Linked DNA regions of Gossypium hirsutum: region 2 is linked to region 1. The links are chromatin contacts, called in public Hi-C maps. All regions are on one chromosome and are shown on one strand. The core of a region is the stretch at or near the end of the contact, and the rest is flanking DNA. Distances in the headings are between cores, read along the strand shown.

Region 1 (3,018 bases), core at 448-2,947:
TAGGGTAAATTCTCTTGTTGATCACTCAATTTTTAGGGCACTTTCATTTTGGTCATTTAAAATGAAATCCTTGCAATTTGGTCACTCAACTTTTAGAGCATTTTCATTTTAGTCACCCAAACATTAAACCTCTAATGGTGGTTAATTGTAGACACCACATCATGTTTGCATTTTCATTTTGGTCACTCAACTTTTAAGTTGCTTTCAATTTGGTCACCCAATAAATATCTTTTTTAAATATTGATTTGGGTAAAAATATTAAGGATTAAAGTGAAAAACGGTAGAAACTAAAATAATATACAAAATTGATCAAATTGTCCCGGTTTATCTCATTGCTGAAAATTCCAAATTTTTGTTTTGAAACATAAATTTTTAAATATTAAGATTCAAAATTATAGTAACAAATCAATTTACATTATTAATAAATAAAGAATTTTCAACAAGTTATTTAATTTATTTTGATGTTTTAAAATTATTTTACAAAATTATCAATGAAAATTATTGTCTTTAATAGTTGTTTACGAAACCCAAATTTATTTTGACTATATAATCTTGAATTTTCTATGTTAAAATAGAAGTAAAGAAAAATTCTTACAATTAATTTAATTAATTAATTTTATCTACCATGCCAAACAATACTCATAATTTTTTCATCGCTTATTTACCCAAACAAAGAATAAAAAATTAATTTAATTAATTTGAAGGATATTTTTCTTTACTTTTAGGTTAACATGGAAGATTCCAAATTATACAATCAAAATAAATTTAATAGACAATTATTATATATGAGTTATTTGTTGATTTCGCTAATTTTAAAATTTAAAAAGAGATTAAATTAATTAATTATAATATTATAGTACAAATCAGTTGACATTATCAATGGATAAAATTGTTTCAATAGTTTATTCAATTTATTTTGATGTTTTGAAATTTAAATTTTCGATATTAAAAAAATAGAATTTTCGGTAATGGAATAAACAATTAAAAATTGACAAATTTTGTGTATTATTTTAGTTTCTACCTCTTTCACTTTAATCCTTGATTTTTTACCCCAATTAATATTTTCAAAAAATATTTCTTGACTGACCAAAATGAAAGTGTAAACATGATGTAGTGTGATAGTTAACAGTCATTAGAGATTTAATGTTTGGATAATTAAAATGAAAGTACCCTAAAAGTTGAGTGATCAAAGTGTAAGAATTTTATTTTAGGTGACCAAAATAAAAATATCCTAAAAATTGAGTGACCAATTAAATAATTTAGCCTTGTTTTTATAAAAATTCTTAACTTAATACATTGATGTGGTCTGCATTAAGATGCAGTTCCAACTTCATCCAACCCATTGGAAGCGTTCTACTTTTAAGCCGTATCCATATTTTAGCATAATTCATTCATAGATAGTAATTTTTGAATAATAAATATTTTTAAAACTTTTATTTTGGTTGGCTGGCCTGCTGCAACACAGGGAAAGCCGCCAAAAGGAATACAATTTAAAAAAACAAAGGCCAGCTGGAGAGAACTATAAACGACGATGCCTTTGATAGAGTTTGATTTGATACTCGCGTTGAAACCGTTATCTGTCATGCTCAAAACGACACCGTTTCGAGCTGGATTGGGTCCCACTTATTACATGCAAATCTTATCTCCAAAACCGCCCAATTCCATTTTAAATCCTGAATCAATATATTAAGTTTTCAAATCCAGATTCCCCAACAAAACCTACTTTTCTTGGCTCAAAAATTCAAAAATAAGTTTATCTTAATTAAATAAAATTAAGAAGAAAAAAAACAACAACAACCAATTCTATTCTCATTTTTAATTACCACTATACCCTCCTCAATCTTGCATTAAAAAAAAAAACACCTCTAAATCTTCAGGCCTTCAGCGTCACACCCGAAAGCGCAAAAAAAAAAAAAAAAAGAAAAGAGGAAAAACGTTCTCTCCCACGAAACCCACCATTACTGCAAATGGCGACGACGGCCCCCGACAACCTGAGCCGCGATCAGTACGTTTACTTAGCGAAGCTATCCGAGCAAGCTGAGCGCTATGAGGAGATGGTTCAGTTCATGCAAAAACTGGTCCTCGGCTCAACCCCAGCCGCTGAATTAACTGTCGAGGAAAGGAACCTTCTCTCCGTCGCCTACAAAAACGTCATCGGATCTCTACGTGCCGCGTGGAGAATCGTTTCTTCCATCGAGCAGAAAGAAGAAGGTCGAAAGAACGAGGAACATGTTGTGCTGGTTAAGGAGTACAAATCCAAGATTGAATCCGAATTGTCGGAAGTTTGCGCTAGTATCTTGACTTTATTGGAGTCGAATCTGATCCCCTCTGCTACTGCTAGTGAGTCCAAGGTTTTCTATTTGAAGATGAAAGGAGATTATCATCGCTATTTAGCGGAGTTTAAGGTTGGTGATGAGAGGAAAGCCGCTGCCGAAGATACTATGTTGTCTTACAAGGCTGCTCAGGTAACATTTTAACTCCAGCTCAAGCTTTGGCTGAATAGTTGAATTTTACAGTACAATTTTGGATGTTGACTTGGGGGAATATGACTTTACGGTTGGGGCTTCGATTTTGAAACCTCTTTCATATTTTCTTCTTCCAAAGTTGATTCTTTAGATTTTTGTGTTGAACTGAATGAAGGATATTGCACTGGCGGATCTAGCACCGACGCACCCGATCAGATTGGGGCTAGCACTGAATTTCTCGGTGTTCTACTATGAGATTCTCAATCAGTCAGACAAGGCATGTAGCATGGCTAAACAGGTGCGTTTTCCTCTGTTATTTTTGTTACCACATTATCATGTTTTATGCTATAAATCCACCATTTAGTTTAATCTGGAGCCTATTAGATTAAAGTATGAACCAGCATTAGTTAAATAATTTTTTGTTCAGATAATTGCGAAAAGATAGCTCCATTTGTATTTGTTTGATTCTCATCATTCTATTACTTTAAACTCACTTCTCATTTTGAAATTTGTGAACTTGGGAAGAAACTAGTGTTAAATCAGGGTGTTAGCT
Region 2 (2,846 bases), core at 90-2,589, 130 kb before region 1:
TATGAAAGAATATGCAAGGTCTGCATCAGATGCGGCAATATAGGCCAGACCAGAAATAGCTGCCCCCATGATAGTCAGGAAGTAGAGGATATGATTAATGAACAAATGGAGGAAATTAGACAGCCTGGGCTATGAAAGAGAGTTTGATGTTCATCAGATTCATTTTAGAGGTACCATTCGAGCCTCGGGATCAAGAGGTATTAAGCGTTCCACTTATGTGGAGCTAATTCCTTCTGTCTCTGTTCGCATTAGTTCTTCATATCCTTTTGCCAGAGGATATTTCCATTTTGGTGTTAATAATGTTATTAATATTCATGATGATGGTAATGATGTTGCAAATAATAATGATTTGGCTGGAAATGATGCTCTTAACCGTCCTAATGAGAACAACAATGTTGAAGAGGAATAAGTGGAACCCAAAGAGAATGATGAGGATACTGACCCTTCGATAGATGTTGAGGAAGAGGATGATAGTGATGAGCGCACGCCATCTAACAGTGTTCTTGTTAATGAAGAAGCCCCCAACTGATTCTGAGCAAACTCAAAACCAAGATAGCGATGCAGGCCCCCCTTTCTCTTGCATTTGTTCCTCATTTTAACCCCCCTCTTGTCTCTTCCCCACAACCAAATCCTTTCAGTCACCCTATACCCTATTATGAAGTCATCCCTTCTAAAGATGATTTAGAAGAAAGGATCCATACACAATTTCCTGCTACCGCTGCCTGATACAGAGAAAGGAACCAACAATGGTGGGCAGATAGACAATTTATTCAGATTGAAAGGATCCTTGCTGAATTGTCAATGTTCTACATGCCTAGAGAAGTGTATCTTCAAACCGCGGCCTTAGCTGGGGCCTCTATTCATTCGAGGAGAAATATTCCCAGATTTATTGGACTCTCTAACACTGAATTTACGTTCACGAATGCTCGTTTTCTCCTTGAAAATGAGGGCAATCACGCTGAGTCCAGTCTGAGGGATCTAGGCGAGAAAGAAAAAGAAATGCCCCAGTTATTGATGCTCAGTTAAACGCTTCAACTGACAGTCATTCACAATGGAGATAATTCTAGTAGAAATTCTTTTGACTTTGTTATCTATGTTGATAATCAATCTACTAATGTTCACTTTGAAATTACTAATATTGATACCATGGCTACTAAGACGACATCACTATGTTTGATAGATTGAATTCTGTGCAGGTGGTTGGGCTAGAGTCAAAAGACGTTCTTAGACCTGAAAACTATATGCCAAATTGTTTTTTCTAGTGGTTCCCCACTAGTAATAGTTCGGAAGAGGAATTGATGCAGGAGCATCTATTGGGTAGTTAACTACTTTGGCCCAAATTGAAGAAGATGAAGCTACAAATATTTTGGGCTTGGAAAGTCTAATGGTCTGCAACACAAAGAGCCTAATTTGGGTAGAAGATTTTTAAGAGACTTTTTTCTATGGATTCATTAAATAAGTAGGATGCATGAATTAGCAATTCCCCTCTGTTTATTTGTTTTTGTGGGCTTCAACAACAGGGTGAGTTTGGATAAATGGTGAAGATGAAATGTGATACACTATATTTAATTTATTTTTATTTCTTGTTACAATATGTTACAATATTTAATCTTTATCTTCACCGTTGTTTATACACTTAGTGTAAATAAACTTAGTATAAATAAATGCACTGTACATTTAAACTCATCTAATCCCATCCTTAAACATCCTTAAACAATTTCTTAATCTACAATCACATGTGTTAGTATTGATTGCATCACTATCACTTTAGATTTAGGAAGTTCCTAGAGTGGCGGTTTATCACAATCTTCCCCAATCAAACTGTGGTAATTTTGCCTTTTTAGTACCTAGATTTGATTCCCCTATAGGAACACTCTTCTGATGCCTTTTATGGTCATGAGGATACTAAACGAAGACACACTTCCAACCTTGAAGGTCCGGAACCCAACTCATTTCCCACTATTGTTCTCTGTGACGCTGAAGCAAGATTTGATGCTATGTCCATCAATGATTCCAGTCTATATGTTTATCAAAAAAAGAAAAAAATATTTGCAGGGGAAAGCTCCACTGCAACTAGCCCCCCATCGCCACAAAGAAGGCTATCTCCCCCATTTTCCCCAAATATTGATCTAGCTGCAAACTCGAATGAACCTCCTCTTTCTGTTCAAGATGATTCAACTACTGCTGCTTTAAATGTCTCTTCTGTTTCTAAATTTTCTATGGTTGTCTCTACTGCTTTTACAACTGTTGTTTCTATTGTTGTTTCTTTTGCTATTTTTATCAATGTTGTTTGTCCTAATTGTTTTTTAATTTGATGTAACCGTTGAAAATGATACTGCTGTTATTGCCTCTGCCGAAAGGTTCAGGCAGGTTGTCCTTGATCAGCCTCCCAAGTAGCTATGAAGGTCCTTAGCTGGAATGTTAGGGGAATGGGAAATCCCCTAACAATGTTCCGCTGCTCTCGGCTAATTGATAGATTCAACGTTGATTGTTGCTTTCTTATAGAAACCAAAGCTAAGCATAATTGCTATCTTAGACTTAGGTCAAGATGGAATTTTGAGCATCTTGTGGGTACTGATTGTAGTGGATGTAGTGGTGGTACCCTTTTCCTTTCGCGTAAAAGCATTAATTGTTCTGTCATTTCAATGAATGAAAATATGCTTTTTTGTTATATTGAGGATAAAAACTTTAAGATATGGCTAACCTGCATCTATGGTCACCTTAAAGTCAATGAGAGGAAATTTGTTTGGGATTAACTTGTTCATTTTTCTAATAACATTAATGATAATGACAATTGGATTGTTCTAGGGGACTTCAACCAAGTGATTTGGTACAAGGAGAAAATT

What was found. A called contact is a pair of places that touch in the nucleus more often than the background predicts.
Region 2: a contact with region 1 is called in a Hi-C map of leaf, with 2.9 times the contacts expected there. The contact joins the enhancer-like site here to the promoter of LOC107910246 in region 1. A contact is called at or near these places in 8 of 34 Hi-C or Micro-C datasets (callus, hypocotyl, leaf and 1 more).

What each region holds. Positions count from the first base shown.
Region 1 is chrD02:15,035,680-15,038,697 of Gossypium_hirsutum_v2.1, reverse strand. LOC107910246 (14-3-3-like protein B) reads left to right here and starts at 1,697. Exons shown (of 4, transcript XM_016838035.2): 1 at 1,697-2,465; 2 at 2,641-2,763. The coding sequence starts at 1,968.
Region 2 is chrD02:15,164,949-15,167,794 of Gossypium_hirsutum_v2.1, reverse strand. No RefSeq gene overlaps it. Among protein-coding and RNA genes, the nearest start is that of LOC121215004, 6.1 kb to the right of the region's middle. Within about 2 kb of position 1,339, at least 6 of the 9 cell types and tissues checked have an H3K27ac peak or open chromatin away from gene starts, as enhancers often do. A contact at or near this core is called in leaf, where this site is marked.